4 separate regions of the Mus musculus genome follow, and all the other regions are linked to region 3. Evidence: chromatin contacts called from public Hi-C, HiChIP or PLAC-seq and promoter capture Hi-C data. All regions are on one chromosome and are shown on one strand. The core of a region is the stretch at or near the end of the contact, and the rest is flanking DNA. Distances in the headings are between cores, read along the strand shown. Region 1 overlaps Sntb1 (syntrophin, basic 1). Region 2 overlaps Sntb1 (syntrophin, basic 1). Region 3 holds the start of Sntb1 (syntrophin, basic 1). Region 4 overlaps Sntb1 (syntrophin, basic 1).

Region 1 (6,871 bases), core at 1,639-4,138, 160 kb before region 3:
TTAAAGAGCCATCTTGTGATTTCCTCAACTGTCTCAAAGAGAGAAGAGTGTTAGTATTCAGTTTTCTTCCTGTGTAGAGTCAAGGAGGTCTTGGGATTTGCATGGAACAGAATTTTACAAAGGAAATTGATGCCGCTTCACATTATGCTCATGTAAGCCTTCCTTGTAAAACTTTGGGATTAAATATGATTTGCATAGTCCTGTCATGGATCTCCTATTATTTATCCCCAAATCAAAGCTTAACAGTATAGGGAAAGACAAAGGACACCAATTTAAGGTAAATTGCAGCTGGATATATATAGGATCACATTTTATATCTTTACAAATACCAAGGAAATTTTGATATTTGTGATAAGAAAGGCACAGTATTAAGGATTTGCCATTCATTGTATTTGGCTAAAAGCCATCCATATGAATCTCCACTAGAATTTTGTATTAAAAATCTATTCAAAAATAAGCCTTGTTTGGATTTGTTCCCTTGGGCTTGATGTATGGTAATTTTTGGGAGAAATTTAGAGTTAAAAGCAATAAAGGACATTCTTGCTTATAATACTTGTCCATGATAAGTCATTATTGCTCTTATAAATACACTGAAGCACACACTCAAGGAGACATCTGCAATAATTATTTGAAATTATATTGTAAGAATAATGGCATTCCCAGAACAGAAGGGGCTTTTTATATGCTCTTATTACTGCTCCATGGGAACACCTAATAATGACCTATGGATGACTGGGATAAGCCAAAGATATAACTCAGTTTTTAAGTAAAAATAATGGATCTGGCATGTATGTGGGTTCTGGACAGCACATACATCTTCCAAGCCTATATTCATAGGCACGTAGGCAAGTGTACCCTCCTGTCACATGGACATATAACACACACATACACATGTGTGCACGTGAATGCGTTCATGCACACATACATACATATCATTAAGTGCTATTCATGCACCCTCGCCTCAAGACCAGTCTAAACAAGCTGGTTCATTGCATGACACACTCTTTTCTTCAACCATCCCTCTCACATCCCTACAATCCTAATCTTTATTTAAAATCATTATTGTTCACATAGTTGAAAAGTATCAGTCCTAGTGATACTGGCTATGTTTCCAGAGGTTCCATTGTGCCTCTTCACATCCTTCTGTGAGTCCTGGGACGCTCACATACATCAGCAAATGTCACCAGTGTTCATCTTTGTCTCTTGCTCCCGGTCAGCCTCATCCATTGTGAACTAAGGACATAATGCCAGTAACCAGGGGTTGGCAGAAGCTGGCTTTCTCTACTAAAGACAATGTTGGGAGTAACCAGCCTTATCTACAGCCAGGATTCTTGATGGTTTCAGTTACTGCTCCTGCCCATGCCCTTTCAGGTCAAAGGATAGCACAGCATATTGTGTCTATGCTCAAGAACCTCTATGTGTTTCCTGCATCTTAGCTACACTGCATCAACTACCTCTGCTTTAAATCCCTTTAGCCATTAATCGGAATTCCTATTTCTCTCTGCTAGGACACCGAAGATTTGTTCCATTTCCTCTCCTAGGACCACCCAAGTTAGGACCTTAACCAAATGAAGACCCATTCCATCCTAATAGGCCCCTATTTTTGTCTGCTGCTCCCATCTCTACTGTATCTATATACACTCTATTATTCTAAGTTTTTCCATTACAAAGAAAAAATGGCCCCTTGAGGTTTAAGCTTAGTTGGTAGAGTGCTTACCTACCATATACAGAACCCTGTATTTGATACCCAGCACCACATAAGCCAGGCATCGTGACCGATGAAGATTAGAAGTTTTGGAGATCCTTAGCTACACAGATTGGGCTACATGGCCTCAAAAAATCAGAGCAATCATGATTATACTCTCTCCAAAGAAAAATCTGTACCTTTCTGGTGACACACATGTGTCCTATCAGCTCTTAGAAGGCTGAGACATTGTATACTTGCTTGGGCTATATAGGAAGACTCTCATACAGACCTCCCCCAATGCTACCCAAAAGAAAACTTCCCTTCTTTATTTTTCAATGGACATGACTTGTTTCATCCTGATCTCAGCACAACTGGAGCTCTAAATATGAGCCATGACAATCAATCCAATTAGATTTAATATTAGGGCCTTTGTTGGAAGGGGTGGAGCACAGAGGATTCAATTTAGAGACAGCCAAGAGTAAGAAAATGAGCATGAAATGTTCAGGTCAAGCAGAGATGAGTTCTTTGAGAATAAATCATCAAAGGAGACAGAAACACAAAGAAGTGGAAAGGTGTGACTAATATCATTAAGTCCATCCCGGGCACACTAGAAGCTCATCCTGGAACATGGCCTACACAAACCCCTGTGGTCAAGCAGAGTTGAACTTCTGTCATTTGAAACTGCAGGCTTGCTCAATAATAGGTCTGCCCCCAAAGAAACACACCAGAGAAAGTAAATGGTGGCCAGTGTTAGCAACTGTGACTTTGCAAATGCCAACTGTGCACGTTTCCTGTACGATTTTCATTAAGAACACCAACTCGAAACATGTACATTTATATCAAGACCACAGAAATCCCTATGTGGAAATAGTCCATCACTACAAATTTCCCTGTGACTCTTCTGTCACAGTCACACAGCTGCCTCCACTTCTGGTCACCTTCTGAGTCAGCAAATCATGACAGGCTTCCTGAGTTTCCAAGGTCTTATGATATTGAAGCTCTTAACAAAAATATAACAAAGGGTTACAACTGCAGAAGCTTAGATTTATGCTATAAATATAATTCATAATGTCATAGCTTAGACATTTTAACAAATCAGGCAATTAAATAAGAATCTCTGATGCAAAGATGGGCTAATGTGGACTGTGTCACTGTTTGGTTCTGTCCTTTAGCTCTCTGACATCTGAGAGATGGGACAACCCCAAACCAAACAACCAACTCTGCACTGAATGTTGTGGCCCAGACCCATGTGTGAACAGGTAGGTGCTGACCAAGAACCATGGTGGGAAACAGCCGAATGGTTTGTTCGGGTGTTATGTCCAAGTGCCAGTTGACTGGGGCCTTCTCAGATGACAGGATTCATTGGCAGGAAAGATGTGATTGCAACATCTCTATTCCTATTTACCATCTATTAGAAGGGGAGTCATGGGGAGGTCAAACTGTCTCAAAACCCAGTGTTCAGAAGCACTAGAAGGTTCAAGGGACAGCAATCAGACGTAAGAACAATGGTGAAGTTTCAATCCTTTAAGCCTTACTATTCTCAACATAGCACATGCTTTGGGAAAGGAAATCTGAGTCTTAATGCTATATACAAAAATTTTCCATGGCAGCTGTCTTCCATGAGACATAGATGTCATCATCATCATCTTCATCATCATCATTATCATCATCATCACCCAACCCCCACTCACATCATCATCATCACCATCATCATCATCATCACGACCACCCCACCCCCACTCACATCATCATCATCACCATCATCATAATGTAAAAGAACTATTTTTTAATTCATCATTTATATAAAGGCCAAACAGTGACACAGTCCACATTAGCCCATCTTTGCCTCAGAGATCCTTATTTAATTGCCTGATTTGTTAAAATGTCTAAGCTATGACATTATGAATTATATTAAACTTCTGCAGTTGTAACCCTTTGTTATATTTTAATCTTGTCCCTATTTTCAAACACATGTATGACTTCTTACATACACATGTAAAAGCGGAAATGAGGATGATCTAGGAAAAGGAAGAGGGCTGGCCTAAGGGAGAAAGAAACAAGGAGTGTAGATATGATATATATATATATATATATATATGCCTTTAGGAAACCCATGATTTTATATGAGAAATATGCTCCAATAACTAATTTTTAAGATGTTTACTATTCCAATGCTGCCATGCACTCATTTTAAATATGAATCTTGCCACTTTTGCCTAAACCTGCATCCCATACAAAATCGATGCTTATTAAGAATGACATTTAAAACCTACTTGTTTAAAAGTACAAGTAAAAGATAAGGTGGTAATGAATCAGCACAAAGTAGTTGCTCAATAAACCTCATTATTAATATCATTGCTGTCATTTGTAAACATATGATTCCTAAAGGATCTAGTTAATTGATGAGCAGGTTCATTAACATCCGAATAAATGCAGTCTGAGCAACCATTTCAACCCCCTTCCTCCTAGATGCTGTACTAGAGAGCACAACAGAAATCAAAGTATTCATTAGTCCCCTCATTTGTCCATTGAGCAGTTAGGGATCATGTGTAATTTGCCACATATTTGAAAGTATGCTAGGAAATGAATGTTGATTAGCCCAAATTCCCCACATATGAGATCTTCTGTGATGGACAAGAAATCTAATTACCCATATGAAGAGAAGCAGCCTATGAAATGAGTGAATTTCAGTGGAGGAACCTATGGGCAATTGACAGGAAGACTTTCTCTTACCTTTTCTGCAAGCCAGCCAAGATGCCTGATCTCACGACTGCCAGCAATGCCTGTTTTCCCCAGCTGCTCCCTGATGTCAGCAACCACACGGGTCAGCAAGTCACCAGCGTTGGAATGAATGGCGCTGAACCAGGCTTGGGCAGTGGCAGAGTCCTTACTTCTCAGAATCACTGTGTGCTTAGCATCTGGCGAGTGAATTTCTAGCTGCCTAGGGAGGCAAACAGAGGAGTTGCAGGATGACCTGGTAGTCTTTGCTTCATCACAGCCAACCTCTCTAAAGCAAACACAATGTTTATTCTGGACATTTACCTTTATGGTTCCACTATTCCATCATTCATGGATTCACTTATTCAATCATCAGTTGCCCAGGCTCTTGTCTGTGCCTTTGGAGCACAGTGTAACAACATCATCACAGCCACCAAATCCCCCAGGTTAAGGATATCTCATTTTCATGTGATGCACCTTATTCTGAGATCATATTAATTCAGTTGCACAGAAGATTTTAGTACTGCTTCCACACCATTCCTGCCGTGGTCTGAAGCAGACCACAGTAACTAGCCACGTTCTTAAACCTGTTTCCCACTGTTAGTCAATTAAGATATTTTTTTTAAAAGATCTAAATTTCATATTCTTTGATTTTCTTTCTCTTTTGAGACAGGGTCTCATGTAGCTCATACTGACCTCCCAAATTCTATGTAACTGAGGGAAGATCTTGAACTGTTAATTCTACCTCCTGTTTTTGCCTTTTCAAGTTCTAGGATTGTAGGTCTGTACCACTACTCTCCAGTTGTCAAGTCTTTACTCTTTAGGAACCTTATTTGTGGCACACTTGAGTATGACTGAGTCACGTACACGTATCTCACAGTTAATACTGAACACCAAAGCTTATGCCAGAGTTGAAGTTGGGCCACTAGAGGTATAGTGATAATGATTTGTTTAGAGTGAGTATCTTAATAGTGGAATGTTTTAGACTGGTTGTGCAGTGGTTTGAATATGAATGGCCCCGATAGACTTTTACATTCACGTGCATAGTCAGTAGGGATGGGAGTTCTTTGGTAGGATTAGAAGGATGGGAAGGGAGTGTGCTCCTGGGCAGCAGAAAGGGCTGTGAAGCTTTGATGTTTCAAAAGCCAGGGAGTAGGTGAGGGACTGCTGCCAGGCGTGACCATGCTGCTCCTTGGCACAATGTGGACCTTGGGACTTTGGATTATGGAAGCAGCTGAACACTTTAAGCAGAGTTTAACAGGCCATACCACTAGGAGCATGGAAGTCAGGGGTTCTGAGAACCATGTAAATTATGATGGTTTTGATATGAAGTTTCAGAGGGAAAGAATATTAATAAGCATCCTAGAGACCATTTTTTTATGGTATTTCTGGCAAAGAATGTCGATACTTTCTGCCATTGTCCAAAGATCTGCCTGAGGCTAAAAAGAAGAGTTTTGGGTTAATGACATTGGTAGAGGAGATTTCAAGACAATCTAGAATTAACTGTGTTGCTTGATTATTAGTGATCAGACTTATGCAGATCTCTATTTAAAAAGAGCAAGCTGGACGAAAAGAAATACAAAACATATAGTTTGAAGTGAAAAGAAGCACCAGGAAGTATAATGGAGCTAAGTTCAATGTTCAAAGAGATAAAAGTTTTAAAGTATAGCCTGATACTAGATGGAATCAAGGGAGCTATGATCTCAGGGCAAGACCCCACCCAGATTCAACTTGTAAAAAGGAATTAAGGAAAATATTAAGCAGTGAAGGAAACCATCAAAAACAGAGAGCTGATGCAAATGTAATTGAAAGGGTGGGCCAACTCAAAAAGGCCAACAAGCTGAAGGGCCCAAGTGAGGATGCCTCAGTCCCACTTGGGAGGGAGAAGAAAGCAATCACAAGTGGGAATGGAGGGAGGGGCTTGGGAGGGAAAGTGGACAGGGGTCCGCGGGGAGAGGGTCCGGGGAGAGAGGGTAACCTGATTTGGTAATTGGTGAGGGAAAAGGACTGAAGCCCTGAGGGCCAGCAGAAAGAATGGAAACAGGCAACCTTAGGAGGTAGGAGGATGGGGGGATCCTCCAGAATGCACCAGAGACCTGGGAGGTGAGAGACTCTCAGGACTCAAAGGGAGGAACCTTAGATGAAATGTCTGATAATAGGGAGAGGGAACTTATAGAACCCACCTCCAGCAGAAAGACAGGGCATCAAGTGAGGGAGGGGTTTGCCATCCCACAGTCACAACTCTGACCCATAATTGTTTCTGTCTGAAAGAACTGCAGGGATGGAAATGGAGAGAAGCCTGAGGAAAAGAAGGTCCAGTGACAGGCCCAAAGTGGAATCCAGCTCAAGAGGAGGTTAAGACCTGACACTGTTACTAAGGCTATGGAGCACTCACAAAAAGGAACCTAGCATGACCGCACTCTGGAAGACCCAATGAGCAGCTAAAAGAGTCAGATGCAGATATTT
Region 2 (6,493 bases), core at 320-2,819, 250 kb before region 3:
AGTCATAGTTCTATTCTTTCATGATCACCATGCCTCAGACTCATTCACCAGGGCAGGAGCCTGCTCTGATGCCTCATTGATCCAATAATCTCAATACTCTTCCGGACACATGGCAGATGTAGGTTGGCTACCTGTATAGATGCACAGTTTCTAAATGTTTTTAAAATTCAAGTTTAATTTTGCAATGGAAACCGTGCATGTACACAATTGATCTACTTTAAAATGTTTTCAAAAGTTGGGCCCAACAGTTTCTCAATGGGCTCCTTATTTGTAGACCACCCTTAGGAGCATATTGCCATAGCTAGATGTGCCCAGTAAATGACAGCAGACATTAAGTCACCATTTGGAGGCTGAAAAGGCAGCTCTGACATCTCTCCGCCTGAGTTCTTTCTTACTCTGCCAGGAGCAGCGCTTTATACTCCTCCCAAGATTCCTCCCAAAGATACTTTTTCCTGTTCTGCAGTCTCAGGGGTACCCAGAAATAGCTACTATTTATCTTTCAATTATTTTACATTTTAGGTTATTTGTGTATCCTTAAAAAATATGACCATCTGTTTCTTATCTGTAACAGGAACTAAACTATAGCAACCAAGGAAATGCTTCATCCTAAAAAGGTAACTCTTCGACCCAGCAAGAAAAACACACTGGCATCCTGAGACAGGCTCTCAGCTGCCATTCAGACACAGTTTCCAAGATTCCTCTGAAACTGAGCAACTTTTGTTCCTTGGTTGGAAAATGCAGATGTGTATTCCCCTGGTTGGAGGCCGAACTGCAACCTCCTGCAGTATTTTATATCTTTATTAGTTAGAATATGAATATATAACCAACCAACCAACAATAATACAAACTGAATAGGACAATATAACACTGTGGGGGGAGGAGCAAGAGACTGAAGCCTTATGCAGGAAGAAACTTAGCTGAGAGAGTTGGTCCCATGGATTTCCCCAGATCCACTACTTACTCCCTGGCTAATTTCTTAAACTCTGCTTAGTTCAGTTCCTTCAACTCCAAAGCAAGGACAATAATCTTCTTAACTTATGTGAGGATTCAATAGCATGAAATATGAATGTTGTATGTAGCCTTGGTTAGCACAGTACATATTCTAGTGGCCATCTGTACTGGCTAGTTGTATGACAACTTGACCCAAGCTAGACTTCTCTGAAGGAGGAGACATTAATTTAAAAAATGTCTCCATAAGATCCAGCTATGGGGCATTTTCTTAATTAGTGACTGGCTGATGGGGGAGGGCCCAGCCCATTACGGGTGGTGTCATTCCTGGATTGGTGGTCCTGGGCTCTATAAAAAAGCAAGCTGAGCAAGCCATGAGGAGCAGGCCAGTAAGTAGCAGCCCTCCATGGTCTCTATCAGCTCCTCCTCCAGGATCCTGCCCTATTTGGGTTCCTGTCCTGACTTTCTTCCATGATGAACAGTGTTGTGGAAGTCTAAGTGAAGTAAACCCGTTCCTCCCTGAGTGTCTTTGGTGTTTGGTGTTTCATCACAGCAACAGTAATCCTAGGTAGGGCGCCATCATTATCATTATAATGTAAGCTAGAGGAGGGTAGGGCTGTTTGTGTGGCCACTCCCTGCTGTATTCTTAGTGCCCAGAACAGTTCCAGGCAAGAGTAGACCTCAGTGAATATTTACTAACTCCATGGCTAAAGAAGAATCAGATAAGTAGCCACCCACATAAGAAGTTGTAGCTAATGGCAGCAGCTATACACTAACTCCCCTGCCCTCTGGCCCTCAACCACTCAAAGCAGAAACAGCAAATCACAATCTAAAGTACTCGGCTTTCTACGCACTGAATAGGGAGTGTGGACTTAAAGGTAATGAGAATGAATTCGTTCCCAAGGATGCCTGACAGCCACTCCTGTTTTTTCCCTTTAAGACTATCTTTAGCAACTAGTGTTTTTAGTAGTAACTTGCTGGCTTAGGGAATTGAAATTATCATTTTGTTTGGCATAGGGGGGTAGAACTTAACTTTTTTTTTTTTCCAAAAATGTGAAAGTCATTAAGATTTTCCATTCATTGATATGGTTTCCCTGCACAGAAATATATAGAAAATGGGTCCCCATGAGATATTTAAAATGATATTTTAAAGTTGTCATATACCCCGGGACTGGGGCAGTTCATCAGTCATCGGTATTAAAAACAGTTGCTGAGCAAGCAGAGTGGCCTGAGCTGGAGCCCCAGGGTCCACCTAAAAGTTAAATGTTGTGTTTCATGATCACAGCCCACCACTGGAGAGGTGGAGGCCAGAGAATTCCTGCAGCTTGCTGGTCAGACACTGTAGCTGCGCTCCCGAGATCCAGGCCCAGTAAGAGACACTGCCTCAAAAAAGAAAAGAAAAGAAACAAAAAAAGATCAAGTGTAGCACAATGTAGGAGACAGTGGGATGTGTCATTCACAAACAACTACCCACATATTCATGTGTACTTGCCTGCACACACACACACACACACACACACAGAGAGAGAGAGAGAGAGAGAGAGAGAGAGAGAGAGACTACTTCATATGCCCAAAGTGTAGCTTACATGACAGACCAGCTGTAGGATCAGACCACTTTCAAGTCCAATCTTTTATTAATTTAATATTTAGGGAACCTTGCTTTAGAATACTTGCTCTTACAAGTGCTTCCCCCTCAGCCGGTAAGAGATAATCTAGGCTACAAATTCATTTCTGAGTCCTCAGATATGGCTCCTAGCCTGACTGCTTTTTGAGAAAAACAAATAAACAAGCAAGCAAAAAAACTGTCTCACGAGGGATACTTCTACACTAATTTAATTCCAGATAGGTGTTAGAGACTGTTGCATAAAATGTTCCATGTACAAATATTATTATTAATATCCTTAATTAACGCAACAACAGTTGCAGCACACAGATTCCGCCAAATTAGGAAAATTACATATTAGGTAACTGTGTTGCTAAGCAATATTACATACTCATTTTACTTAATTGCTGTAATTAGCATCTCCCAACAGATGCCACAATGCAAAGCAAGGAGAGAGAGGGAGGGGGACAGAGGAAGGAAAGAGGTTGGAGGGAGGAGGGTGGAGGGAAAATAGAGGAAGGAGCAGGCAAGAAGGAGGAGAGAAGGAAAAGACAGGAAGAAAGAGCCACTTGGATATTCTAAAGTTTCTGTCGACCTCAATACTTTCACTCATTGTTCACCCCAATGGGGCCTAGCAGTCCACAGACATCTCAGAAATATACAATCATTAACAAGGATCGAACAGTTAGGTGTGATCAATGGTCTAGGATCTTCCTTCCCCCCAGCCAGGAATAGCTGATTCGTTGCTAGGTTTTTACTTTTTAAATTCCTTTCTTCTGAATATGGTGTGGAAAGTCACCCAGGACCCCATCTTCCAGTAAGTTTGCAGTACTGAGCCATCCTGACTAGCCACGGAGATGAGTGTAATGGAGGAGAATCAACAAGGTGGCAGTTTGGAGCCCACTTCTGACTATTTCCTGGTATTAGCCAAGTAGAGATGCTTTAGTGTCTTCCATTTTCCTCTCACTTGCCCAGGGCCTATCATGGCCAGCATTCAGAGGCAATACTGAGAGTGAGATGGAGATATTCCACACATGAAGGCTTTCACCAACAGACCTGCTTCTACAATGGTACTTTGGGGTTCACTTAAATAACAAGTCTATGTACAATCAACTAGGTGCTCAGGAACCCATATTTACAGTCTAGAATTTGAACCTTGCTTTATAAGCCCACGGGGACCATAATTTTTCTATTATACTAGAAAAGGGGAGCAAACTCCAGAACATAAGATATAGATGGAGAAGGAAATAAAAAGGAAAAAGGAAAGTGACTTCAGGTCACCCGTGGATTTCTTTATTCATTTTATATTCCTCACCATAGTCAAGCAAGACTTGTAACTTGATGGACAGTCTCATTTATAATCATTCAAACAAAGCCTTAGGAAACTGTCCTCTGACGCTAATTGTCCTTGTACTCTCTAGCACTGTTAGACCTGCACATTTCAGGTCATCCTATGCAACTGCTAGTTATCTCTTAATAGTCTCCTATCCCGTCTCTGTTTTAATGAGTTCAACGTGTGCCACAGTATGCACAGGATGCACTTTCTAAAGAGATCTTTGAGAACATCTCCATGTAAGGCAAGACTAATCAAAATCAGATCTGTTCTCCTGGGGTAAATGAACCATGTATGATCAGCTAAGCAAACAGCTCTTACAGTGCCTGGTTTCTCTCTTTCACATTTTCACTATTAAAAAATTCTGCTACTGCCATCTCTTTCTACAGTGTTGGATTCTGAACACGCATGGCCTCAGAGGACACCACCCATTGGCCACCTTACCTGCAGTATTGTGGCATGTCACCCTCAGAGCTGGCACTATGATACGGGTGATGTTTCCACACGTTCTGCCCTCTACTGACCAATCCCTGACTCTTCTTAGCCTTGGTCTTCATATCTCAGTGATACTAAGACACCAGGTATCTTTGATGCAACACCATGTTTTCTTTAGGATGATGTGGGCCAACTAACTTTTCAGCCATTTGTACTTTCCTCTGAGATATATTCTCAGATCCTGACAATTGCTAGTGATACTGTGCACTCATTTGGCATACCTCATTCCCCCCCCCCCGTTTTTTGTTTTTCTGAGACAGGATTTCTCTGTGCAGCTATGGATGTCCTAGAACTCACTCTCTAGACTAGGCTGGCCTCTGACTCAGAGATCTGCCTGCCTCTGCATCCTAGTGCTGGCATTAAAGGCGAGCACCACAACCTCTGGTCTAGCATGTCTTACTCTTATGCTTCACATTTACATTTAGAATCTCAATTCATCTTAGCATTAAGTGTAGGAACCAGAAGATGCTACTGGCCCATTACACAGATGAAGAAAGTTGGATGTTGAGGCATGATAATTTCCCCAGGTCCATATCATAAGTGAGTGGTTTGTCTAATGACAAAGGCAACTAGCACCTTCAAAGCTGGGATCAGGAGTTGGAGGCTAACCTGAGCTAAATAATAGATCCTCTGATTGCCTGAAGAGCTCATAGTTTAGTAGGCAGGTGGGCAGGAGCTAGCAACCAAAGAGAGAGTGCCAGGCTGAGATAGAATGGCAGCAGGGAGGAGACACACCTCACATGATGATTTGTCTGAGTACAACCTCTGTCCTAGAGCCTAGAAAGTTTTCATGATCCCTAGGGCAGGCCTGGGGAATAGGCCCAAATTCCCAAAAAGCGAATGCCTTCTGGGCTGAGTATAAACACCATAGTCTGCTTCTAATTTAACATTTAACAAGTGCAATTGGTGATTGGGCATATTCTCCAGGGGCGAGAGAGTCTAAAATTTGGAAGGTTGGCCTGAGGCTTTGACTACTTTTAGCGGTTAGAAACCAGGTTCCTTCCTAAGGCACCAGCACGCTAGGTATCAAAAGTTCCATGTTCCTGGCTGCCAGGTGGCATGAAAATAGAGAAGTGCACACTCATCATTTCCTCTGCTGCCTGCCCTCCTCAGGCCTTCAAGTCAGTGCAAGATGCATGTAGCATCTCTGCAAGCTTTGAGTTTCAGAACGGTCATCAACCACTGGGACTGGGCAAGCAGAATTTCTTCATTAAAACGTCTCTAAAACTCTAGAAATATTGTGACCTTAATCCTCACTCTCTGTAGACTCACATGACTTAGCAATGAGGGCAATACTACCACCACCAACAATTATGATATCCATAACATTCTGACTTCATGTGGGTAAGCGGACCTTTCAAAAAAAATATTTGGCAATCTCAAACAAACTTCAGCTAAGCAAACTAGGTTTTCCCAGGGACTCATAAAAACTAGAGGGGAGAAAGTAGCTAAAATTACAGCATGTTTGTAGATGTCCTGAGTTGCTCTTGTAAATCGGAAGTGCCTTGTAAACTGGAATTCTCAGAGCCCAGAGAGGCTGCAGAAGCTTGCCCGTAGGAGAGATGCTTGCAAATTTCTCTGGTGGCAATGGACATCAAGACTAGGCTGTGAGCAATTCTGGTGCCACTACTATGAAAAACAATATATATATATATATATATATATATATATATATATATATATATATATATATATCATGTATGTCTGGGCCTTAAAATCAATAATAACAAAAAGAAACCTAATCAAATAAATCAGCTCTGAAGTAGGTGAAGAAAGAACTCAATTTAGAGAGATCCCTTTCATCTTGGCTGTGCTGGAGCCAATGTCGTCCCTCTGTGTGTAATGAAACACAGCACCTGTGGCCATGCAAGCAAAACTCCCTAGCACTACTAAGGGGAAAGGAGGAGTCACATGGTGGCTCAGGACAGACACTATGTTAAATAAGGCTGTTCAGGTCATTGCTCTGAGCAAAGTGGTGAATGAAGGACTGTGCACCACCCTTAGCTCATATGCTAATGTCTTCAGCACCCTAATTTGATCACATTTGAAATGAGGACCTCTATGGAACTGATTCAGGTAACAGTGGTCATAAAGAGTGGGGCCCCAATCCTGCA
Region 3 (7,022 bases), core at 3,386-5,885:
AGTAAACCACACAACCGTTTCCTGCTCAGGGCTGCCTCAGACCCTTTACCATATTTAAGAAGTGGGGGAAAGTATCAGGAGCCCAGCAACTTCAGATGGTTCAACAACATGGAAGCCTGGTGAAGCTTGGGCTGGGCCTTACGTGGAGGATAGTTGAGCTGGGACATCAGATAGACTTCATACCTTCTAGCTATGTTATTGTGGCTCTAGGTAGATAACATAATGCTTTTGTTTCCTCATTAGGAAAGAGAACAACAACAGTATTGGCCTCATGGAGTTGCCAAGCAGATGAAAACAGAGCCTGGCACAAGCAGAATGCTCAAGAAATGCTAGCTAAGTCTCTCTCTCCACGATATGGTTAACTCCCATGGCCTCTGAAGGGCTTGTCTTCCAGCGCTGGTGTTTTGATGCAGATAGACGGATAGACAGATGGATAGATAGTAGATAGATAGGTAGATAACTAGATAGATTATAAATAATAGATTATGGATGACAGATAGATATAGATGGGTAGATAGATGGTGATATCAGAAATTGAGAGTCAAAATAATTCCTTTTTCCAAGAAATTCTAATTAAGAAATAACAACTTCAATAAGTAGAGCAGATTACCCACTTTAAACAGGGCATTTCTTGTCAATTTTATTGAAGCTGAGTACCTGCATCCTTATATTCTTAGTGCGCAGTTGTACAAGGTCACCCTATGACGTAAAGAGGTGACCTTTTCCTTATTTGTACTTTGCAGAAGACACTGACATTGTGCTAGGTTATGAGAATGTAAAATGGTGTGGAGGTGGCTCTAACAAGTCTCCTCACTGGGAATCTTTGCTTTATGCTAAATGACAAAAGGGAGGGTTATGATGTTTGAGCTGATGGTATGTGACCACTCCCACATCAGTGAGGACCACAGAGGACAATAAACACTTGGTTTCAAATAAGAGACACTGAGTTTGGTGCCTGAGAATGAATTTTGGTGGTAGAATATTTGCCTAGAATGTGCAAATCATTAGGCAACATCTCTAGCTAGGTGAGGGTGTAAAGGTGAGAAGATGTGGTGAGAAGGCAGGATACTGTTTGAAGTCATACCTTCCTTCATAGCATCACTAACTAGCAGACAATAATTGAAAAGTTGGGCTAGGGATGCCCAGGTCTCCTCCAGATGTCCTTACTGCAAAGCATGATGCAGTGTTCTTTAGAATGTCTCTAGAGAGCTTTTTACAGAACTCATTTTCTGGTCACTCTTTAAGAAGTACATGACCCTTTCTCTCTCTCTCTCTCTCTCACACACACACACACACAAATACACACACATACACACATATATACACACATATATACACACACATACACATACATACATACATACACACACACATATATACATACACACATACACATACATATACATACACACATATACATACATACATGCTCTCTCACACACACACATATATGCATACACATACATACACACATATACACACATACATACATATACATACACACATATACATATATATATACATACACATGTATACATACACACATATACACACATATACTCATACATATACATACATATACATACACACATATACACATACACATATATACACATACATACATATACATATGTATATACACACACACATATATATATACACATACACACATACACACATATACACATACATACATACCATACATATACATATGTATACACACACACACACACACACATATATATATATATATATACATACATACACACACACATATATATATATATACACATACACACATACACACATATACACATACATACATACCATACATATACATATGTATACACACACATATATATATACATACATACACACACACACACACACACACACTCCTTTTTCTAAGATCATTTTCAACTCCAGGTTGTTTCTTAATGTCCTTGGCAAGTTATTATTCATTAAATTCATGAAATATTCAGAGACAGGAAGAAGGGATGTAGTAAAGGACATGCCTGAAGTAAAATATGATTATTTGTCACCCCTTCCATCTGCATTTTCAGTATTGATTACAAACTGAGCAGGCACCCAGAAGTTTATAGTCCAAGCTACACTCTCACAAGATCCCACCTGTCCCTTGTCACCCAAACCAACACATTCTTGATCAAGAATTTTTCTCCTCTTTACTTATGTTAATCATCAAGCCAAACCAAATAGCCTTCTAGGTTCTGGATTCGGGGGCAGTGAATTAAATATGAAGACATCACAAATCTTCTAGACAAATCAAAATAAAATAAAATTAAAAAAAAGAAAAGCCCCTTTGTGTTCCAGGTTAGGAGGCAGACACATATTGCCAGTAGTTTTCATCTGCTGTCACATGCCAAGCAAGTTGGCTTCCCAGAGTCACACATCAGCACGACAGTTGGGTGAACAGGGAACTGATTACATTTTAGTTTAAGGGCTTAAGTCAATCACCACCACGTTATAAAGTCTAGGTTGGAATAGTGTCTCAGTAGCTGAGTTAATTTACTCCCTCAACCTGCATGCATGTCACTGAGGGATACAAGCTCCGGAGAGCCCCCTATCCAAATAAAGGATCTCTGAACAACTCAATCTGTAGTTAGGAAGAAGCTGAGAAAAATCGATGAAATTATCACGCAGTGTGAGTGCCAGCCAAAGTGTGTACTAAGAGTTACAAAGACAGAAAACCAGAGCTGGGGCAAAGGAAACGCTCAGAGTCCCCCACCCCCACCCCCATATTGCCACATCCAAACTGGTACTTCCTAGTCTATACCCATTGGATGATTATAGAGTTGAAGACACCAGATTTTCAGAGAGCGTTTCGAAAGTTCTTCATATTCATGGGCAGGGAAATCTGTTTACAAATGCAGAGTGGATTTCACACTTCTCCAGGAGACACCAGCAGAAAAAAGAAAACACTTCACCAGCTCTCCACCCAGGGGAACCTGGAATCCGGACTGACCGGCTGAACACCCTGCAGTGGAAGTGAACTTGTGCCTACATTGGCAACATCTTTCCCAGCCTTTGGCACTACTCAAAGCTGCACAGCCTCATGGACTCTCTCTGGTGCTGGAGGGAAGGGAAGCAGGAACGGGTGGCTGAGTTTTAGCATTCAAATACTGCCACCTCTCTCTGGCTTTTATTTTTATTTATTTATTTATTTGTTTATTTATTTATTTATTTATTTATTACCTCTCAGGTCTTCACAGCTGGATTGCCTAGGCTGTGAAAATTTTTGCCAAAGTAGAAAAGTACTAGAGCTGCCTAGAGTCAGTGGCCCTGCTTTACAATGTGGGCAGATGCAAATTCCGTCCACTCTCCATTTCCCGGTCCATTTCCCAGACTCCAAATTACATTTGGATTGTCCGCAGATAAAAATATGAAACCACGTGTACCGATAAGTATGAAACTTCCGACACCAGTGCACTAAAGCACTTCATCCAAGCCAGGAAAACCCAGGCACTCCAGTGTTTTAGTACAGCGCCCTGGGTCAGGGCCAAAGTGAAGATGAGTTTGCCCCCAGGTAGTAAAAGTTGTCAAAAAAGAAAGTCGTGCCACTGCTTTTGCAAAACACAGGCACTGTGGGGTTCTAGGGCTTTGGGGCAAGTGGCTGGTGAGTGTGAGTGTGCTGACGCGCAGAAGAGTAAGTGGAACTGCGGGATAAGGCCGGCGCAGGGTTAACCCCTTACCTTCCAGCAGCACTTCCTTGCCTGCGCGCTTCAATGCCTGCACTGCCTCGTCGTGGGTGGCGTCCCGCAGGTCTGCTCCGTTCACCGACAGGATGGCATCGCCCACATACAGGGCTTGGGTCTGATCCGCTGCCAGCCCCTTGAAGATCTTGCTGATGAGTATGGGCATCTTGTTTTCCTTGCCCCCTTTGATGCTAATGCCCAGCCCGCCCAGCTCCTGCTTCAGCACCTTCACGCCCCTCTTCTGGTTTGAGATGGACTCAGGTACCTGCTCCGGGAGGTCGGTGAAGGCGGTGCGGACCCCGGCGGGAGAGTCCGGGGCTTGAGCGACACCGGGGACCGGGTGCCCGGTCCCGGAGCCCCTGCAGAACGAACCATTGGTGGCAGCCCCTATGCCGTTGTACGCCGCAGCGCCCTCCTCGCAGCTCAACACCAGGGCGTCCTCGCTCAAGTTCACCAGAACTTTATGCCAGCGATCCCGCACCAAAACTTCCAGCAGTCCGCTCCGCTGCGCCCGGGCGCCTCCACCGCCAGCCGGCGCAGCCACAGCCGCTGCCGCTACCGCCATCTTTCCAGCATTCTTAAAATGCCATGTGATTGCAAACGGGGGAAAAGTAGAGAAGGGGTGAGGATGGGAGGACTCAGGGTAACCGAGGCACGGAAGAAGCAGATGCCTGGCAGCGCGCGCTCAGACCCCGGACTCCACTCCCCGTGTTCGCGGCTGCGCCGGGCGCCAGTTGCAGCGGCGGAGCTTGTTCCCCCTCGCCTGATCCTGGGCGGGGTGGAGCAACCTAAAAGAAGACGGAGAGCCCTCGACAGGGGAGGAGGGAAAAAAGCCAGCTGCCAGTTGCAAAACCCCAAACCGAGAGGAGCCTAGGAGCTGCGGAGCGGCCAAGTGCTGTAGAGAATCGGTAGGAGGAGGCAAGGGCGGGGACCCGGAGCCCCAGCCGCTCACCTGTTCGCCACTGCAGCGTCACACTCCCACGTCGCGCTGGCTCAGACCCGGGTGCCTCAGTTCTCAGCCGCACCTTGCCGCAGCTCCCCCAAACCTACCGGGTCACAAACCACTACCCCAACCCCGCCGCCACCCCCTTTTCTTCTCAACCCTCTATTTTCGACGGGTTTCCACACTCACCTTTAGTAGGTGCGCTCACTCTATCCTCTTGAGTCAACTCCCCTCTCTCCTCCCGCAGGTGTTTGAAGATCCAAGTCTTCCTCAAACCAGACCTTCGCTGCCTCAACTCAGTCTCCCTCCACCCCCATCCCAGGACTCTGGGAAGGAAACTACAGAGAGAGAGAGAGAGAGAGAGAGAGAGAGAGAGAGAGAGAGAGAGAGGAGGGAGAGGGAGAGGGAGAGGGAGAGGGAGAGGGAGAGAGAGAGAGAGAGAGAGAGAGAGAGAGAGAGAGAGAGAGAGAGATCCTAGGCTGTGCCAGAAGTCAGGGGAAAACTGTCACAAGAACATAGAATGAAGCCTCATCAAGCCACGTACTCCTATCCTCTAAGTCAATGCAAGGCATCTTTTGGGGGAGTTTGAAGACAAGAGGGCTTTCTTTCAGTACCTACCCTGAATTTCAACGGGGCACTGTCTGCCTCATCTTCAGGACACAGTGTCTAACTCAGTGTCTGCTCTTTGCATTGCTCCATACTTCCCCCAACCCCATCCCCGTGCCAGCCCAAACGCTTCTCAGGGCTCCCTCCTTTGTTCTTAGATTCCATATAGGAAATGTCTTCTTTAAAAGCTAAGAATAGGTTTGTTCTCCAAGTTCCCTGAAAACTGCTTGTTTGGCTCTTAAGCTGCTCTGTCCCAAGGTGATGGCATTGTAACTCTTGGTTCCGTTCCTAGGCCAATCAGGAAATGCCACCTTAACTGTAACCCAAGCCATGGCTGAACATCCCAGAGTTCTGCTAAGCAGGTCCCACACAGTTCACTTAAACTGTGTTAAGACTTACTGGTCTTCCTGCTGTGCCCTCTCCTTTCTCCAGATGACAAAATAAAAAGCAGAATCTGTTAATTCTGGAAGGTGAAGCTCCTGATAAGATGCCAGTAGGAAGAGGGTCTTCTGTAACATGCATGTCATCACCCCACTGTGATGGGTATTTGCAGCAAACAGCTCTAGTTCTTTCCAGACTTACTTAATCAAGGATACTTAAAAACTCTCAGGAATCCCCGTGAAGTCCCTGACAGGGATTACAGAACTCAATGAAAATACTTGAGACTTTCTTGAGAAACTGAAGTCACTACAGCTCACACAGGGTGTGCCACTGTCCTGCTCCTGTAAGTTTTAACTTTCTATACTTCAAAAAAAAAAAAATCTTCATTTTTTTTTTCATGTAAACCTGCCCACAACAGGGACAGGAGCCCAGGAAGTTCTTCAGTCCTTCCTGTTGGACTGGGTTAGCCAGGGAACTAACACAGCTGGCACCACTGTTGGAAAGAAACCTGAGAGAGAGAGAGAGAGAGACAGAGAGAGAGAGAGACAGAGAGACACAGAGAGAGACAGAGAGAGAGAGAGACAGAGAAAAACAGAGAGAAACAGAGACAGAGACAGATGGAGAGAGACAGAGAGCAACAGAGAGAGAGAGAGACATACACAGAAACAGACACACACAGAGACAGAGACACACAGAGACAGAGACACACATACACACACAAACACACACAGAGACACAGAAACACACACAGAAACAGACAGAGACACAGTCACACACAGAAACACAGAGAGACAGAGACACACATACACACACACACAGGAGAGAGAGAGGGAGAGAGAGAGAGAGAGAGAGAGAGAGAGAGAGTCGGGAGGGGGGAGCTGGCCTTTGGTTTAGAGGCTGAGGTTTCAGGCCCTTCATCACTAAGTGTTTGCTTTTGAAATATAAATCACTAGCGTTGGCATTGCTACCAGGATGCCAATGTGAAGATGAAAAAATCAAAGCTAACCTGTCCCTGGACCAGAAACCCCCAGCCAGCATCCTAATGCTTTGCCTCTGTGGCTCTGCAGTAGATGCATGCCAGACACACCCACAAAGTAATTGATCTATTAGGCATTAGAAATGGCAGGCTCTGGGATGGGCTTTTCCACGAATCTCTGTGCTAAGCACATTTTCTTCTGTGTATGCACACCTCTATGGAAAGAAAATAGATTCCTGGTTGAAAGTTACATCAGAATGAAAGGAGACCAAAGTTGACTATCAGGAGGCCAGAGGCATGCATGTGGTGTTGCTAGTTGGATTGTAATTACAGTCCCTGCCCTAAGTACTCTCCACATGTTAACCCAATCCTCTAGGCAATACTTGAGGGCCAATTCTGTAAT
Region 4 (6,596 bases), core at 625-3,124, 140 kb before region 3:
TTCTTCTGGTTACCCTACCATCAAAGAGGCTCCTGGCTTTTCATCTGATCATGTCTTTTTAAAGCTCATCCTTTTATATGGTTTATTTTCCACATTAGATGGTAAATTCCCGAGGGCATCATCCATATCAGAATTTTCTTATGTCGCTGTGTTGGCTTCCAGATGAAGTCAGTATTGTAGAAGTACTAGGCCAATGGAATAGGTGACTATGCTTACTTCTATAAATGTATCCCATCTGGCTGCTGGTCCTCCTTTTATTCTTAAACAATAGTGACTCTACAGTACACAGTCCTTCAGTTCTAAAGTAAGTTGCCCAGTGTAAGATGCAAATGGTTTATGAGCAAACTAATTCCCACAGATAGCCTCCAGCAGTTCTCAACACCAAAATGGTTACCCAACGTTATGTCATAGACATGATTTTCTTGGGCTAAACGAATCAATGTATGATCTTTGGGGCCTTTATCAGATTAGATGGAGAAACAAAGAGCCTTGCAAGTGTGGGAGGCAGGACAAATAGACCATAGAAAGACATGGGAACTAGGACAACTACTCCCAAACACAGATAATGAAGAGACAACATCAGTGAATACTATCTAGCTCATTTATGGAAGGTTGTTTTTGTAAATGAATGAGATTTATCTGTATGGTTCAATTATCAAGTTGAAACGAAAGCGTTCTTTCATTATAAACTTACCAATTATTTTTCAAGGATCTAGGACCTTCCAGATCTGGCACTAGGCACACGGAGAGAGAACTCAACACAGGAATCATCTCCAACACCACTGACATTCTAACCATCTGGCACAAGAAAACACTTTGTGTTTCTAGAGAATATAAGGATAATTTCTATCTGTCGCAAGAATCTTTTGGTTCACAACAAAACACTACTGTTTAATTAACAACCACATGAAGTTGGTAGATACTACATGTGTTAAGAATAAATATTTTCCCCTTTAAAGATTAATCCCTCCTCAGGTCTTTTGTCACAGTAACTAAAAGCTAGCTAACACATTGTGGAAGGCAGTTTTTTAAAGCCATCAGTATTCATGAATCCTGAAGCAGGGATTTCTAGTAGCTCCTATCCCCAAAGAAAAGATGGTTCCAAGGGGACGTCAAGGAGAAGACTATGAAACAGAAGAAAGTGAAGAAGGCACGCCCATGGAGGGATGCAGGGAAGCTGGAGTGTGGGAATGGAAAACACCACAGGCAAGCTGTGCTAGCAGGAGGGAGATAAATACAGAGGAAAATGCAAAAGCCAAAGCAACCGCAATTTCATGCAGAACAAAAGTGAGGAGGAGGGACCTTCGCAAAGCATCAGTCATAGGTACAAAGCCTAAATTCTGGAGGAAAGACGTGAATCACATGTTACACATGCAGGTAGTAGTTGTATAGACCCAGAAGTCCAGGTTTCTTAACAACCAAGTTGTTCCAAATTTGGGGGTAAAGAAGGGGTGGAAATCCAAAAATGTTCTGAACATAAATTTAAGCTCATGCTTTTTCAGAAGTGAGGTTTTCAGCTTTGGGCCAGTGATTATTTCTGTGTTTGAAACTTTCACTGATGTATGCTGCAGATATTTCACTGTCAACATCTTTGGGACAATGACAGCTTCATAATTATTTCCTCTCTGGACGCCTGTGCTCAAAGACACTTTGACCTCTCTTGTAGATAGCAGTAATCATTTTCATTACCTGGCAGATTTAAACAAGTGCAAACAAATAAATCAGCTACCCACACAAATTGCTGTTTTTCAAATCTGTATCTGAACCATCTAGACAAGTTTTAAATTGTTATGCAATTCTGTGCTGGTTACAAGGAAGGGAGAAAATCAGAATCATGCAAATGTTCATCTCACACTTTTAAAGGGTCACATGACAGGAAATTCAATCTTCTTTATTCTCCGAGTAAATGCCAAGGTGTCAGACAAGTTGTGAAGACAGGTGGTTCTTGTTGGCATATTGTTGGGGTTAGATTTGTTTTCTTTGGCTTTATCAGTTTTTTTTTTTTTTAATGCACGAAAGTTTTAAGAAAAATTACCACAGATGAAGGAAATAAACTCAAAGCTTTCTAATTCCTGATGTGAGGACCATGCAAAGAAGGGAATAAGGATATGTCTTCTATGGTGTTCTGATGCCCACCTCTGGCTTGCAGAACCCCAAAGTGATTGTTCACCCCAGATTAGTCTCAAGTCATTGCTCTTCAAACCTAACATCATGGCTCAGACAATCTACAAAGGGAGTGCTCACCAGCTAGCGTGAACTGCTTATGATGACCACTTAAAATCACTCTGTCCCAGGAAACAAGCTGAACAAAGAAAGTTAGCCTTGAGAGTAAGGCAAATAAATAGCTCTTATCACAAACGAATCACTCACTAAAACACAGTTACTGAGTGCCCACCCGCTGCTCAGCAATCGTCTAGGTGTTAAGGACACAGAGACAAACAACAGTGTTTGTCTTCAATGTACTTACTGTCCAAAGGGCCTGGAGAGGGTTGAGCAGAGGGCAGGCAAGGAACACAAGTGGCCATATGTGACACACTGTCCTTCATGGAGACATTGGTTTGGTCCCCGTGCTGGCTATGTGCTAAGGAATTCAATTTTTCTGCATCTCAGTTTCCCATCTACCAAGAAGGAATGGCAGCCTAACAGGGACAACAACTGCAACAGTGGTGACCTCATAGCTCACTCTAGGTGGAAGAGCAAACATTGGTTAATCCTAAATAAGAACTAGAGGCAGAGGAGAAACATCTCAAAGAATGCAGTGTTCTGAGTGCTAGGCACACATGCGTGAAACTAAAATGGATATGGTAGAATCATGGAGAAGTTCTTAGAAGTGAAAGGAAGAGATAGCAACGAAATTGAAGAAACTCTGGTAATTTAGGAGCTTGTTGATAAAAATATTCGCAAGATAGCAACTTAAGATATTTTATAGACCCTTGTTGGATTTACTAGCCTCCTCAAGAATTCTGGTCTTCAGGAATCTTAGTCTTGAATGTGGGGGTGAGGGTTCTATGCCTTGCACTTCTTTGTAATGGGGGCATCTGTGAAGCTAGTGGTTTTTGTAGATGGCGGCCGAGGATATCTCACCACAGGACATTGACTTTTATCCTGTACTGTCTTTCAAGGTTTTCTTTTTGTTTCTGGTGTGGAGCATAATGACTCCAAGGTACCCTGGTATAATTGGCTTCATGATTCTTGTCAGAAGACTTACAAAATTTGGAGAGTTTTCAGAAAATATTTCAACATATTTTCAAGAGTTGGGAAGGCTTCTTTTCCCTTTATGAGGACTCTCGAGTATACTAAGAAGCTTGAATTTGGAGCACAGCCCCTAGGTTCTCTGAATGTCTGCTTATTTATTTAAAGACAGTCTGATTACATAGCCCAGGTTGGCCTTGAACTTGGGATCTTTCTGACTAAGTCTGCTGAAGTGCTGGGGTTGACCACTTTGGACCATTACCCCTGTCTTTTCTGTTCCTTTCTTTGGATTTATATTTCTGTGGTTCAGTTTGGAAGGTAGTTCTCTGCTCCCTGTCCAATCTTGACCCGTGCTTTTATTTTACACATCATAATTTTGACCTCCAGAAGCTCGATTAGGATCTCATTTCAAACAAAAGAACTTTGTGTGTTTATATCACCATTTGAACAAGGAGATAGTGTTGTCTTAATTGTTTTAATGTCCATATTGGGTAATTCTAACATATCAGTCTTGGGTCACCATTAGCTCATGTTTTTTTCTTCTACATTATGACTCTTCTTACTTCTTTGAATGAGTGGTTATTTTAAAGTAGACACCAGCCTTTGTAAATTATAAATTATTGAGCGTTAGATATTTCTGGATTTCTAAAAATACTCGATGGTGCTCTTTCCCCAGGACACAACTATGTGGGGAGCATTTGATCTTCTCAGCTGTGTTTTCGGACTGCCAGGCAGGACTAGCATTGAACTCTCCTTGGGGTATCATCGTCTCTCCTGAGTGGACCTTTCTATATGCTCTATCTAATGACCCAAAGGTTATTATGCATGCTGAGAAAGGTTTCAGGGATTGAGTACATTCCACTGACACCCCTTGGTGACTGTGTGAGATGTTTTCTTTAACCTTATATAGGTTTCTCACATTTGAGCTGCACACAACACCTTCAAACTTCCAAAATCTTTGTAGAAGTCTGTCTCATTTCTAGTATCTGCCTTGAGAACATGAGCTGTTTGGTCTCCCTATACTCTTAGCTCTGTCTTGATGTCCCGTGGGATTTGGCTGGCTCTACTGAGCTTCCATCTCCAGGGGCCATGGCCTGGCAACTCATTCAAGGCAGGGCAAATATAAGAGTCCCGTTATGTATCTTCCTTTCCTCAGACACTATCATCTGATGGACAAGGTTTTGGCATTGTTCATAGTATACTGGTTTATTTCTGATTTGTTTCATGTAAGAAAGTAACTGTTACTACATCTAAGAGGAGAAATCTCATCTCTCACCTTTTAAGATAAGCCTTTAAAGTACAAGCATGGTAACATTTGTTATTGTGATGGCATGATGATATTCATTGACTAATTAGAATTCATTCACTTCAGGACAGTTTAGAGGTATTTACTGATGTGTATACCTGGCACTGTGTCTAAAAATGTGAACCAGTCCCAAAGGTCTCCATATTCCTTGCATCTGTTTACAAATAACAGATAATTAAAAGGCACCAGTTATAGGTCTTGCATATTATTCATGCTTTTAATATTATCTCACTTCTGGTGCCTGCCAACATGACCACTAATTTTGCATCAAGAACAGCTGGAGAAAATAAGAAACTCAATCCATGTCATTTTACTAATTGTAAATAGTCTTCATAAAGGGCTTGGGGGCAGAAGCTGAAGCTCTAGAGGGAAATACTTTATGCTGATGAGTTGTCGATCTCATAACAACAATACAAACCAGAGAGGAGCAAATAACACTTCAAATGTGTCTACCCCAGGATTTGAGGGAGTGCAGCAGGTTGGGCTGAGAGTAAGAAATTGATGATACCACAGGGGTAGATTTTCCATCATGGTTCCAGCTTTGCAATGGGCCTTATGCAAAGTTTGACGCTGGTTGTTGATGTTTCATGAAGCCTGGCATTCTGCCTGGCTCTAGACAAAGTGGATGCTTTCTAGGGGAGAGATCAGCTTCCCATCTGCACCAGTGGGATGCTTTGTGATCATTTGTTAAAGCTTTATTTCCAAGGCACTGAGTGAATTTAATTAATCCCTACCCCCACCATCCCCTTCTTAGTAAATTTCTCACATACGTGAATTCACTGGGAAATTAGATTTCATCTCTACAAAACAAACAAACAAACAAACAAACAAAAAGGACAACCTACTAAAGCATGAGAGATTAGTGTGATGAAAACCCTATGACCTACTCCCAATGAACATGCCTGTCAAACTGTAATGGGATGAATCACATTAAAATCTGATGCCACAGATGGGGGACTCAGCATTTCCTATAAACCTCCAGGGGCTATGGAGCTGCTGATTTCCCCGAGGCACACCTTTGAGTACCGAGGAGCTATAAAAGGCAAGATGCCCTTCACTGTCTTAGTTTGGTCTGAGTCATTGTTGGAAACAAGGAAGCCTTCTCAACTGGACCCCAGTTTAACCAATTATAAAACTTCCTCTCACCAGCTCCTGAAGCCATAGCATGTTCTGCAAAGTATGGATGAACTTTCCCAGTTGCTGCTCATTAATTCACTTGTCCTACAGGCAGACATTTATTGAAGAGGTATTAAAGTACTGGCTAATTAAATATGTACTCTCTCAAACCCCAGCATGGGGACATCAATTCAGTGACAATCAGACATTAATAATGTGATGTCATGCCTACTATTTGAGCAGTTTAAGCAATAGTTAAGGGAACACAGAGTCCTGAACGTAGCGTTTCTTTTTTTCTTTTTAAAGAGAGGCTTGATTGACTTCATTTTTTCTAGCATAAAACTGAGATGTAGTAATTGTAGCTAGAGACAGAGTCCTTTGCATGGAGACCCTAGTGTGGGTTTTCACAAGTTTGGTTTGTGAATTGCTATCGGAAGAGTTGATGAGTATGGTGTCTTTCTAGAGTTCAGTTTCTGAGCAGCAAGGAGGGTGGGCAAGGGACAGTGTCATCATTCGGGACTTTTGTCCTAACATTAGCAACCAAATCACCAGAGGGCTTATTAGATCCAGGTTACTGGGTCCCACATCCAGAACACCTTGTCCCCCAACAAATTTTCATTCTTTAACAAATTTCTATGATTGTTAGCATTGCTGGCTGCTGGCCTACATGCACAATTTCAGAATCCCTTTAAGGCATTGTTCTGTGCTTGATTGCACAACAATGAAAAACATACAGCGCTGCTCTTTACAGTGGATGATTAGAGGGTCATTCATGATTTGGTAGAGGGAATTCTCTTTCCTTCTCTTCTCTATACAGTTCTACAGAGGTTAGTAGAACTTCAAAAAGGGTTTGAAGATAAGGTACAGTGTGATGATTCTGTGCCTTGCGAGGGTTAGAGTCAGGCTGGGTTAGGCTCAAAACCCTGTTCTGTCACTTACAGTTTTGGTTTATCACACAGCAAGTGATAGAAACACGACACAA

The links. Promoter capture Hi-C pulls out the DNA fragments that hold promoters and counts their contacts. Hi-C and Micro-C count contacts between places; a contact is called where the count stands out from the background. HiChIP or PLAC-seq counts read pairs in DNA pulled down with a chosen protein or histone mark.
Region 1: a Hi-C map of muscle stem cells shows a contact between it and region 3, with 2.0 times the contacts expected there. The contact joins the enhancer-like site here to the promoter of Sntb1 in region 3. A contact is called at or near these places in 6 of 39 promoter capture datasets (the C10 cell line, the HPC-7 cell line, liver and 2 more), 2 of 484 Hi-C or Micro-C datasets (liver and muscle stem cells), 1 of 115 datasets of contacts at active chromatin or transcription factors (stem cell-derived neural progenitor cells) and 2 of 9 other capture datasets (adipose tissue and liver).
Region 2: an H3K4me3 HiChIP or PLAC-seq map of embryonic stem cells shows a contact between it and region 3, with 6 times the contacts expected there. The contact joins the enhancer-like site here to the promoter of Sntb1 in region 3. A contact is called at or near these places in 7 of 39 promoter capture datasets (the C10 cell line, the HPC-7 cell line, cranial neural crest and 2 more), 2 of 484 Hi-C or Micro-C datasets (CD4 T cells and muscle stem cells), 5 of 115 datasets of contacts at active chromatin or transcription factors (all in embryonic stem cells) and 3 of 9 other capture datasets (adipose tissue, embryonic stem cells and liver).
Region 4: a contact with region 3 is called in a promoter capture Hi-C map of the C10 cell line. The contact joins the enhancer-like site here to the promoter of Sntb1 in region 3. A contact is called at or near these places in 6 of 39 promoter capture datasets (the C10 cell line, the HPC-7 cell line, liver and 2 more), 2 of 484 Hi-C or Micro-C datasets (epidermal suprabasal cells and liver) and 3 of 9 other capture datasets (adipose tissue, liver and pancreatic islet).

What each region holds. Positions count from the first base shown.
Region 1 is chr15:55,744,768-55,751,638 of GRCm38.p6, forward strand. It overlaps Sntb1 (syntrophin, basic 1), which reads right to left. Exons shown (of 7, transcript NM_016667.3): 3 at 4,421-4,628. Among named protein-coding and RNA genes, the nearest start is that of Sntb1, 160 kb to the right of the region's middle. Within about 2 kb of position 2,889, at least 4 of the 459 cell types and tissues checked have an H3K27ac peak or open chromatin away from gene starts, as enhancers often do. A contact at or near this core is called in muscle stem cells, where this site is marked.
Region 2 is chr15:55,653,737-55,660,229 of GRCm38.p6, forward strand. All of the region lies in intron 4 of Sntb1 (syntrophin, basic 1), which reads right to left. Among named protein-coding and RNA genes, the nearest start is that of Mtbp, 100 kb to the left of the region's middle. Within about 2 kb of position 1,570, at least 7 of the 459 cell types and tissues checked have an H3K27ac peak or open chromatin away from gene starts, as enhancers often do. A contact at or near this core is called in embryonic stem cells, where this site is marked.
Region 3 is chr15:55,902,314-55,909,335 of GRCm38.p6, forward strand. It overlaps Sntb1 (syntrophin, basic 1), which reads right to left and starts at 4,636. Exons shown (of 7, transcript NM_016667.3): 1 at 3,711-4,636. The coding sequence starts at 4,278.
Region 4 is chr15:55,762,522-55,769,117 of GRCm38.p6, forward strand. The region is part of intron 2 of Sntb1 (syntrophin, basic 1); the gene reads right to left. Among named protein-coding and RNA genes, the nearest start is that of Sntb1, 140 kb to the right of the region's middle. Within about 2 kb of position 1,875, at least 12 of the 459 cell types and tissues checked have an H3K27ac peak or open chromatin away from gene starts, as enhancers often do. A contact at or near this core is called in adipose tissue, where this site is marked.